Regions from separate parts of the Mus musculus genome. Here regions 1 and 3 are each linked to region 2. The links are chromatin contacts, called in public Hi-C and promoter capture Hi-C maps. All regions are on one chromosome and are shown on one strand. Each heading gives the region's core, a stretch centred on a gene start, on an enhancer-like site or on the middle of the called end of the contact. The rest is flanking DNA. Distances are from core to core; before and after follow the strand shown.

Evidence for each region. Promoter capture Hi-C pulls out the DNA fragments that hold promoters and counts their contacts. A called contact is a pair of places that touch in the nucleus more often than the background predicts.
Region 1: a contact with region 2 is called in a promoter capture Hi-C map of liver, with 1.9 times the contacts expected there. The contact joins two enhancer-like sites. A contact is called at or near these places in 1 of 39 promoter capture datasets (liver), 1 of 115 datasets of contacts at active chromatin or transcription factors (embryonic stem cells) and 1 of 9 other capture datasets (liver).
Region 3: a contact with region 2 is called in a Hi-C map of the N1E-115 cell line, with 6 times the contacts expected there. The contact joins two enhancer-like sites. A contact is called at or near these places in 4 of 39 promoter capture datasets (liver, pre-B cells, stem cell-derived epiblast-like cells and 1 more), 1 of 15 datasets of contacts at CTCF or cohesin (the NIH/3T3 cell line), 2 of 484 Hi-C or Micro-C datasets (the AML12 cell line and the N1E-115 cell line), 3 of 115 datasets of contacts at active chromatin or transcription factors (embryonic stem cells, forebrain and stem cell-derived neural progenitor cells) and 3 of 9 other capture datasets (adipose tissue, liver and pancreatic islet).

Annotation. Positions count from the first base shown.
Region 1 is chr8:79,207,692-79,211,423 of GRCm38.p6, forward strand. It overlaps 1700011L22Rik (RIKEN cDNA 1700011L22 gene), which reads right to left. Exons shown (of 6, transcript NM_026315.1): 6 at 2,739-3,066. The coding sequence ends at 2,959. Among named protein-coding and RNA genes, the nearest start is that of Gm30271, 7.7 kb to the left of the region's middle. Within about 2 kb of position 2,455, at least 235 of the 459 cell types and tissues checked have an H3K27ac peak or open chromatin away from gene starts, as enhancers often do. A contact at or near this core is called in liver, where this site is marked.
Region 2 is chr8:79,413,391-79,417,108 of GRCm38.p6, forward strand. No RefSeq gene overlaps it. Among named protein-coding and RNA genes, the nearest start is that of Gm51578, 9.9 kb to the left of the region's middle. Within about 2 kb of position 1,706, at least 33 of the 459 cell types and tissues checked have an H3K27ac peak or open chromatin away from gene starts, as enhancers often do. A contact at or near this core is called in the N1E-115 cell line and liver, where this site is marked.
Region 3 is chr8:79,564,516-79,567,946 of GRCm38.p6, forward strand. No RefSeq gene overlaps it. Among named protein-coding and RNA genes, the nearest start is that of Otud4, 73 kb to the right of the region's middle. Within about 2 kb of position 1,831, at least 3 of the 459 cell types and tissues checked have an H3K27ac peak or open chromatin away from gene starts, as enhancers often do. A contact at or near this core is called in the N1E-115 cell line, where this site is marked.

The DNA.
Region 1 (3,732 bases), core at 1,205-3,704, 200 kb before region 2:
TTCAGAGGGACGGAGTGCAGGGCTGATCCGGATGACAGATGTCACTCACCCAAGTGTCACATCTTAAAGAAAGCTGAATGGGCCCATTTTCCAACAGGACTGGAGTGACGCCTGTTCATACTATAAATATTTATGAAGTCATCATTCTTAGACTGTAGTTTTTCCAGGTAGGTTGCCTTTGATGACAAAGTTAAGCAGTGATTTCCCTGAAATTATGGACTAGTCAGCAGAGCTTGTTTGGTGGGTATTTCACAGAATGGGAAAGAGGAGAAGGCAAACAAGCCTCCAGTCCGTGCAGCTTCTGCATGTGGAAACCTCATTATGTCAGTCATTCTCACTCGAAACGTGACAGCCTTCTCAGGAGTGAGGGACACCACTTGCTTCTACTCATGCAGAGGTAATGACGAGAGGCCAGGATGAACCTTACCGTCCGATTTCAGCCCCCACTACCACCCTGCTAGGAGGGACCTTTTTAGTACTCTTAGCCTGTCTCTTATTAACACACACAAAAAGTGTACCTCACACCATCCCTGCTCATTTAAAAGGAATTCTGAGAATGTGTGGATGTCTGCCTAGGTGTCTCCCTGCATGTTTATGCATAACGCATCCCTTGAGCTGGTTGCCCTGACTGCTGAGGAATGGCGCCCAGAACCCCCTCTCCTGCCCCACCATGGGCAAGCTTTCCACTTTCTCCCAGGAGCAGCCTAACCCCCCTCTAACCAAGGCACCTCAGCGATCCTAGAGACTTAGAACTCCCAACCACACCCCCCCCCAACACACACATACAGAGAGAGAGAGAGAGAGAGAGAGAGAGAGAGAGAGAGAGAGAGAGAAAGAGGAAGGGAGGGAGGGAGGGAGGGAGGAGAGAGAGAGAGGAGAGAAAGAGAGAGAGAGAGAGAGAGAGAGAGAGAGAGAGAGAGAGAGAGAGAGAGAGAGAGAGAGAGACCTTGTCACTTTAAAGCCCGCAGGTTGTTAATCTCCTGAAGGCACCAGTGCACTTGGCAGTCTGCTAAGCCTGCCTCTTTCCTGGAGAAAAGGGTGGCATTTTGCCTAGGATGTGATGCCCAAACCTCAGGGTAGCCCTGGCCCTATCACGTGGATCTGCCCCTCAGGGAACCGTTGCTGATCCTTTGGCTCCAGCCTGGGAAGCCTTTTACAAAGTGAGTCACAGGCTGCATTGACCACCCTATCAGGGGAGGCCAGGGCTGCCATGTATGGTCTGTGCTCGGTGCCACCCACCTCTCATGTCACTCCTACTTTTTTTGCCAGGACAGCCTGAGTCATGAAACTCAGCGCATTCCTTAGGCCTTGGATCGTGTTTCCTTGTTACTACTTTGTCTTTGTTTTACGGAGCACCTGGTTTCATTTTAAAATCCCAAATAAAATCCCCTGGCCAGGGTGGGGGTGGGAAGAGAACAGAAAGAAAGCAAAGGAAAAAAGGGAGGGAGGGAAACCTAGGCTGGTGGTGGAGACAGAGGAAAAGGAGGACCCTGGACAAAACAGGACGGCTACAAGTTAATTCCTTCTGACCAGAGGCTCTTTCACTGCCTGGAAGTGCCTGTGGCTGGTCCCCTGCTGCTTCCCGTCCCGTCCCCCCCTTTTTTCCAGTCTCCTCAATAAACGGACTAATCTTTGATAAACCTGAAGAACTTTCCAAATACAGCACATTATGAGTCCTTAAATCGGCCTGTCTCCTTTATCTTGTACTATAAACCCTAATTCACTGCGTGAGTCAGTATTTTTCCATAAGCTAACTTTTTTTTTTCTGTTCTGTTTTTTCCTATGGGGGTAGGGGGAGTCAGGGAAGAAGGCGGTCTGCATAGAAGGCAGACTCAGCCCTCCCGACATGCTGCTGGTCACGCTGAGTTTCTGTGGCCAGGTTATTTCTGTAAATTTGTCTGTAAAGCTGTTGACATTGATTTTTAGAATGGAAACAGAATTCTAACAAACTCTGGCTTGCATGTAGCAAAAGCTGAACACTGGGGCACTAAGAAAGCCTTGCCATGGATAAATGCCTCCTTAGGAGTGGTGATGCACAGTCACTGGGGCATGGTCCTTGGGTGCCAGCCTGGGCGTCTGCCCAGAGGTCCCCTCGCTCTGCCTGCGCAGGGCAGACTGTTGGAGGCTCCGGAGTGGCCCAGGGCTGCATTTACATTGCACGGTTCTGGCGAGTTTAATGGAAACCACATGAAGGGGAAGCAGACCAGATGGCTCCCAGCGAATGTATTTAGCCCAACCTGGGGCTAAAGGAAAAAAACATATTAAGGGTTGGGTCCTGGGGTGCGGCTAGGGGGTTAGGGTGCGACGTTTGTGTTTCCTGTTCAACAGGAGCCGTGGGTTGGGGTGCAGGCTGGATCGGGGCCCCGAAGCGCCGGGTGGCAGAGGAATGGCTGCCAGCGGGAGGGAACTATTCCGTGGCCTTGCTCCTTTTTGCCAGGTCCCTTAGCGGCTCTCGGGCAGGGCAACCACACGGCTGTGAGGGGACCCCGCCAGGGCAGATGCAGCGGGAAGAGGGAGGCGCAGGCCTATGGGCGCCGCGGAAGGCGGAGCCAGCTGCAAAGCCAGTTTTCCCTGAGTGGAGGGAACTGCTACAGGCCTTCTGGGTCATAGCACAGGGAAAACAGAAAGGTCTTTCTCTGAGGTAGAGGACAGGCTACATAACTCTGGAGCCCACTAAGGTGGAGGTCATGCTATCGTTTGTGAGGTTCTAACAGCAGAATGTGAACCTGGGCACTTTGTAAAGGAACATTAATCATGTTTATGACAAACCCCTTCCCCATCAACACACGTGCGTGTGTGCGCGCGCACACACACAAGAATAAGGGAGGAAGCCCAGGGAAGTTTCTAGCAAGATCTTCCCTATGTGCACAATCCATCAAAGCCTTCTTGGAACTCCTGTCTCAATGGCTTAACACAGACACGAGGTAGGGCTCTAGGTCTGTGGCTTCTTTCTTGAAATCACTTGAATTTGCGCCCTGAGCTTCCACTGGTATTGGAGGAGAATCGATCCGTCCCTGAGTCCTCCGAGGAGCCCAACTTGCTTTCATAATCCCATTGTCGCTGAAGCTGGAGGGAGAAAGGGTTCGATTGTCAACACTCGCGCATCCACAAAGATCAGTTCCCACAAAAATAGGATTTAAATTGCCTCTTTCAAACTAGACATCACTCATGAGCAGGGCCTGGCATCACTTTTGCATTTTCTTCCATCTTAAAAAAAGCTAAATAAACCCTTTCTGTTTCATATATTGTACCTCAGTCAGGAAGGACAGATCAATAAGCAAGATGGATTTAAAAAGACAAGAATTCTAAGAAACGCTAAAGACTCGGTCTCTTGTCTCGGCCCTTTCATCATCCCCCACTGATAGGAACCTTTACTATGCTTTCCCACTTCCAACCAGCAGGCAATCCTGGGTGTGAGTTCTCGGCTTTTCAGTCCTACATCATGACCCTCTTCAAGTCAGGTTCCACGAACATGAAGAATTCAAAGAGAGTTTCCAGTGGAGCTGGTCACCAAGCAAATGTTTTTAACCCTAAGAATTTTGGCAGCCTGGCAGGAAATGGACAATTCTCAACCTGGTGGCTTTTGCACCTTCCCCTAAAATATCAGTACCTGTTTTAAAATATTTTAAATGTGGGGAATGGAGGGATGGCTGCTCTTCCAGAGGACCCAGGTTCAATTCCCAGCACCCACACCGTAACTCATATCCATCTGTAACTAGATTTGCAGAGGAC
Region 2 (3,718 bases), core at 456-2,955:
TGTGTATATTCCACACACACACAAACACATACACACACTACAAAAACAAAATGTTATATAGTTTGCAACAAACACTTGAGTCCGAACCACTTGGATTTATTTGAATTTAAATTAACAATAAAGACATTGACTCATTCACAAATATTTATTGAGCACTGTTTTTTTGTTTTTTTACTATCAACTTGACACAGCCTGAAAAGGAGGTCTCAGATGAGGGATCAGATCTGATTGGTCTGTGGGCATGTCTATTCGGGATTTCTTGATCAGTGTTTAATGTAGGAGGAACTAGCCCACTGTGGGCAGCACCATTTTCTGGGCAGGTGGACTTAAGCTGCCTTAGAAAGCTAGCTGAGTGTTAGCCAGCCTGCAAGGGAGCCAGCAAGCAGGATTCCTCCATGGTTTCTGCTTTAGGTTCTTCCTTGAGTTTCTGCCCTGACTTCCTCCAGTGATGGACTGTGACCTGTAGGCTACAATCCTCTGTTAACTTGCCTTTGGCCCGAGCGTCTTATCACAGTGGCAGAAAGGACACTAGAACAACTCTAACTGTGCACAGGGTTTTGAACACATCGCTCCCTTCAAGCAACTCATGGGGAGTGGCAGCACACACAGAATAACCCCGTACAATGGTGAACACTGGGAGCCAGCGTCAAACTAAGCACGTCCTATGTAATTCGCCCTGCCACTGTCAGGAGTTGCCTTTGGATGTCTTCTCACTGTGAGCTATCTGAGGACAGTAATGTATTCAAAACATCTTAGCACAAGATTTTGCAGGTTTCCCACTTGGAGGCCTCCAATTTTTTTGAATTAGATATAAATATTTTTGTCTTTTAAATATGGTCTCCTACGCAGTCTAGGCAGGCCTTAAATTTGTGCTCTCAATTCCAAAGTACTGGAATACAGGTATGCACCATCATAGGCATGCACATTTTAGCCAAGAAAGACCTTGTGGCTTTTCAAGGTTCTATGCTTTCAAAACTCTTCCCACGTAGCAAATAGCAAGAGCTAGTAGGTTTGTTATGTGCTGATGAATGTTAAAATAAGAACACACGATGAGGAGTCTCATAACACCCCTGTCAATAAATTTTCCTCCACTGTACAACAAGTTTTTGTTCTTTGTTTTTTTTAATCAAATAAAAAAAATATTCCTTCGGGCAGGCAAAATGACTCGGCTGGTAGAGACACTTGCTTCCATACCTGAGGACCAGAGTTCGATTCCCAGGTGAGACCCACATGGTAGAAGGAGAGAACTGATTCCTGAAAGTGATTCTCTGGCCTCCACAGCACAAGCCCTCCTTTCTATCTCAAATAAATAAATAAATAAATAAATAGAATAGAATAGAATAGAATAGAATAGAATAGAATAGAATAGAATAGAATAGAATAGAATGAGAAACCATTCTTTCTTCCCAATATGTATAGGTTACCCTGCCTCTTTAAGTTAATCTTCAGTGAAATGAAAACATTGGTGAACTCTCAGTGCCGGAAGGCTGGGATCAGAAGCACCTCACGCAGCTTCCGTTACCCCTCTGTAGCAGATAGAGTAATTCAGGCCTCCCTGATAGCGCAGGCCCTGAAATTGTGGAGCACGGGACTTAGTTACTCAGCACCAGCTAACCAAGAGAAGAAGAGCAGCACAGTCTAGCATGAGTCCTGGGTGCCTCTGCTGTTGTCTCTCATGGTTAATGTGTTAGGATATCTGGCACCAGGCCCAGAAAAATCAAGATTGACTTCCTCTCCATCGAAGGTTTCATTTCCTCTCTGTGGGGATACTCCTCTATGGGAGAATGCTCATTGATTCAATTTAGCTCACCAGGACCTGGACTGAAGCCCTCTGTCACACAGGCCTTCTCCCCAGAGCATGCGTATCAATGCTCTCCTGCTTCTCTCCCAAGGGAGAATCTTAGTGGACAGAGATGAAGCAGCACTCTTCAATCCCCCTTTGTCTTGCTTAGATGCTTTCATGGCTGTTAACTCACTAGATCATTTATTTGGTCAGGAAATACTTACTGAGCATCTACCAGGCCTGCTATAAGTGAACAAGCCACATGGGACTCTAGCTACCATTGAACCACTGTCCTGTGGATCTTGGAAATACTCGGGAGCAAGCTCCCAAGTGGCAGCCTGCTAGTATTGGAAAAGGCATCTTGAAGAGGCAAATTGCACAAGACTGCTTCTTCCAAGGTCTCCCACGCTGTCCTTTCTAGGTCCATTTTTCTCATAGCTGAACCGGGTGCTTGCTTTTCATTACACACTTCCCCTGCCCCAGTGTGCAGGAAATATGCACAGAGTGAGCTACATGTAGGTATTGTGAGAGTGTGTGTAAGAAAACTCACAGCAAATGAGAGATAACTTACTCTGAAGAGATTCTTGTCTCCCATGTGCCTGGAATACTCTTTACTAGTGTGCAATGTAAACACAATACCAGACTTTTATGTATTTCCCTTGATATTTGAGTACCCACCAGTCCTTGGTGACAGGAAGGACTTCCTGAGGCCTCCACTACCACCCTACAACTTACTGACTTTGAAGGAGTCCAGTCCTGATACAGGGAGCCAGGTAAAGGGATAAACCGGAAGTGTCGTTGCTACCGGAAGTTACAGATGGGCCTGAATGTTCCAAAGCTAGTGCGTTTGTTCATGGTGACTGGGGTTTTTCTATGGAGTCACCTTGTTTCTTCCTGTGGCCTCAGAAGCATCACTTGAGCGCTGAGGCCATATCCTTTTTAGATTGTATGTGTTCAGCCATTTCCCACAATCCTTAGCATTTACTAGCATTGAGCCAAGCTAGTAATGAAATGAACCAGCTACCCTCATGCTGGAAAACACCCTTCCTACAGACTGGTTTCGTCTACCTTAGCATCTTGGGCCACATAGGCACATCTGGCCAGGACTCATACAAATGTGTACACAGGGGAAAGGCTAACGTTACTTACAAACAAACACACCCGTTCAGGAACATGGACACCTACACATAAAGGCTCACAGTGAAGGATTGTCTCTTCACCATGTTTTCACAGGATCGAGGGCTCTTCACTGATCCCCACAATAAAGTCTGTGTCCTCCCTCCCCAGCTTCTGCAGACAACTATTCTACTGTTAAGTTCTAGAAGATCAAGGTTTTAAGATTCCATATGGGTGAACTCATGGAGCATGCCTTTTTGTCTCGGGTTTATTTAGCTTAACACAGTATCCTCCAGATCCATTCAGGTGGTCACAAACTAAAAGATTTCATCCTTGTATCTGAACAGGTTTCATTGTATTTGATATTAGATTTTCTTTACCCCATTCATCAGTTGGACACTTTTGTTACTTTCATTGAAAGCCTTACAATTTAAATATTATGAAAGACGTTAATGCACTTTAAGAAACACTGCCATTGAAGAGGACCCAGAAGCCATGTGAGTGGCTTACACCACCTGCCTGTCACCCCAGACCCTGGGAATCTGAAGCATTGTTCTGACCTCCGGAGCCATTCACACATGAACACACCAACCCAATACAGATCATTTAAAAATAAAATAAATCTCTCTTTTTTTTCCTTGGGTATTCAAGAGAGGGCTCCTCTGTGTATAACCCTGGCTGTCTAGAAACTCAGTCTGTAGACCAGGCCACCTGTGTCTGTCTCCCAAGTGCTGGTATTAAAAGCGTGCACCATTACTGTCCGACTATAACATAAATCTTCAAAACAGAAATCTTAAAATACAAAGACCTAAAGTAATA
Region 3 (3,431 bases), core at 581-3,080, 150 kb after region 2:
GTGTCTGTGTGTGGGTTTGTATGTGTATGTCTATGTATAAGTGATCTTGTTTATCTGTGTATGAGTGTGTGTCTGTGTGTAAGTGTATCTTGTGTGGGGTATCTGTATGTGTGTGACTGTATGTGCGAAAGAGTGCCTGTGTGTATGTCTATGTATGTGAATGTGTGTCTGTGTGACTGTATTGTGAAAGTGTGTCTGCATGTGTTTGTGTATGTTTGTGTGTGAATGTGCCTGTGTATCTGTGTGTGTGAGTGTGTCTCTGTGTGTGTGAAATTCTGTATGTGTGTGTCTGTGTGTATGAATGGATCTGTATGTGGGGTTCTGTATGTGTATGTCTGTGTGTGTGAGTGAGCCTGTGTGTGTGTGTGTGTGTGTGTGTGTATGTGTGTGTGTGTGAGGATGTGAGCATGTGTGTGTCTGTGTGAGTATGTCTATGTGTATAAAAGAGAAAAGTCTAACACCTGTTTTACTCTTATTTTTAAACATTTTTAGAGTGAGTGAGTGACTGAGTGACTGAGTATGTCTTTGTGCCTGAGTGCTTATATGTGACCATGTGTGTGCAGGAGTCCCCAGAGACCAGAAAAAGTTGTCATATCATGTAGAACCAGAGTTCTAGGTTGTCGTGAACTGCCAGGTGGTGCTGGGAACTGACCCAGGTCCTCTGCAAGCACAGCAAATCCTCTTAATCACTGAGGCAGCTCCCCAAGTCATTTAAACCTGTTTGATTTACTGTTGCCTAAAGGTGCAAAAGAACTTCACAAAGCTCTTCATTAATTAAAAAGGCATGAATTAATATATTGGCACACATCAAAGTGAATATTTTTCTCAGTGGGTAAAATTGCAGGCCTCACTACACAGAGAGAGACTCTGACCCAATTCACCATATAGTCCTCATTTTTCTCTATCTATATCTATTTGTGGTAATCAAGAATCTTACCACTGTATGACAGCTGACTGACTAACCTGCTTACATGATCAAGGCAACTTGGAGAAGAAAATTTGGGCTTACATTTTGTGGTGGTTTGAATAGGTTTGACCCCATACACTCGTGTATTTGAATTGTTGGCCCATAGAGATTATTAGGAGGTGTGACCTTTTTGGAGTAGATGTGGGCTTGTTGGAGGAAGTGTGTCATTGCTGGGACAGACTTCTATGCTCAAGCTACATCCATTGTGATACACAGTCTTCCTTCTTCTGACTTCAGATCATGATGTAGAACTCTCAGCTTCTCCTCCAGCATTATGTCTGCTTGCACACTGCATGCTGCCATGTTCCCTGCCATGACAATAAAGGACTAAGCCTCCGAAACTGTAAGTCAGCCCAGTTGAATGCTTTCCTTTATAAGAATTGACTTGGTCATATAGTGTTGGCACATACCTTTAGTCCAATCACTCTGGAGACAGAGTTAGGTGGATCTTTGTGAGTTTGAGGCCAGCCTGGTCTTAAGAGCTAGTTCCAGTACAGTCATCTCTACACGAAGAAACCCTATCTTGGGGATTTCCACCAAAAATTCAAAATTTCCTGCTCAACCATAAATGGGACCTTTATATCAATTCCCAGGAGAATCCTAGACCATGAAAGAAGAGGGCATGCAAAGATTGTATTTTAGGTAGGGTTTCTATTACTGTGAAGAGACACCAAGACCACAGCAACACTTAATAAGGAAAGCATGTAATTGGGGCTGGCTTATAGCTTCAGATGTCTACTCCATTATCATCATGGCAGGAAGCATAGCAGTGCACAGGCAGACACAGTACTAGAGAAAGAGCTGGGAGTCCTACATCTGGATCAGCAGGCAGCAGGAAGAGAGAGTGACCCTGAGCCTTGCTTGAGCTTCTGAAACCTTAGAGTGACCCACTTCCTATAACAAGGCCATACCTTCAACCATGTCATATCCTGTGTATCTATGTGGGCCATTTACATTCAAACTACCACAGATTGTAAGAGCAAAAGTCAGGGAGGATTGTCCTCTGGATACAACAGGAAAGTCATGAATTCACAGCTGCTGTGGTTGTCTAGACAAGATCTGTCCAAGATCAAAGCAGTCAGCATCCCACCATGAGCCCCTCCCCCCTCTAGCTAAGGAGTTGCTGGCCACTGATGGCTGCAGTGAGAGAGAGTCCGTTTACTTCAGGGATGTACTCCCTGGTAGTCGGCCAAACTCTGGCTGATGACTCCATCCAAATGCAGATATGGACAACACTAATTGGACTAAGTGAATTCTTTTTAAAAGGACATGAGAACGGGAGGGGACATGGGTAAGATCCAGCAGGAGCCAGAGAGATGAAATACGGGTGGATATGATCAAAATTCATTGTAGGCATATATGAAATTCTCAAAAAATTAATTTTAAAATATCACATTAAGAACCCCACCTGGGAGGGAGTATGGGGAGGGAAATGGGAGGTTCAGGATCAGTGGGGAAGGGTAGGAGAGATGGCCAAATGGCCATGAAAAGGAGTGAAAATCTGCAACTGGAGGGGCTGGGGAGATAGGGGGCATCTCCAGGACAAGACAGAGACCTGGGATAAGAGAAGTGTCCAAGAATCAGTGGGGATTACTCACTACACTGGGGATGTGGAATATGAATAGGCCATGTCCTGAAGCCAGACAGGAACCCCAGTGGAGTGATAGAGAAACCAACCCACCCACAAAACTTTCCACCCAAAATTTATCCTGACTGTAAGAAATGCAGGCACAGGGGAAAGCAGAGACTGAGCGAATGACCAACCAATAACAGGCCCAACTTGAGACCCATCCCACAGCCAAACACTAATCCCTGACACTATTAATGATACTCTGGTTATGCTTGTAGAAAGGAGCATATCGTCCTCTGAGAGGCTCCACCCAGCAGCTGACTCAGTCAGATAAAGACACCCACAGCTAAACAGGGAATGGAGCTTAGGAATGCTTATGGAAGAATAGGAGAAAGGACTGTGGGCCTGGAGGGAATAGAAAGTCCACACGAAGACCAACAGAGTCAACTTACCTGGACCTGGGGCTCTCAGAGACTGAACCACCAACCAATAAACACACATGGGCCGGACCTAGGCCTCCCTGATCATATGAGGCAGGTGTGCAGCTAGCTCTTCATGTGGGTTCCAAACAACTGGAGCAGAGGCTATCCCAAAAGCTATTGCCTGTATGTGGGATATGTTCTACTACCTGGGCTGCCTTGTCTGGCCTCAGTGGGAGAGGAAGTGCCTATCTTCACAGAGACTTGAAGTGCCAAGGTTGGGGGGACACCCAGGGGTCTCCACTCACTTAGAGGAGAAAGGGAAGGGATATAGGGAAGGACTGTGTGCGTGTGCGTGTGTGTGTGTGTGTATGACCAGGAAGGGGCAGTGAGTGGGATATAAAGTGAATAAGTAAAAATAGATTAAATTAAATTAAATTTAAAAACAAAAACAAGCAAACAAACAAAAACCCAC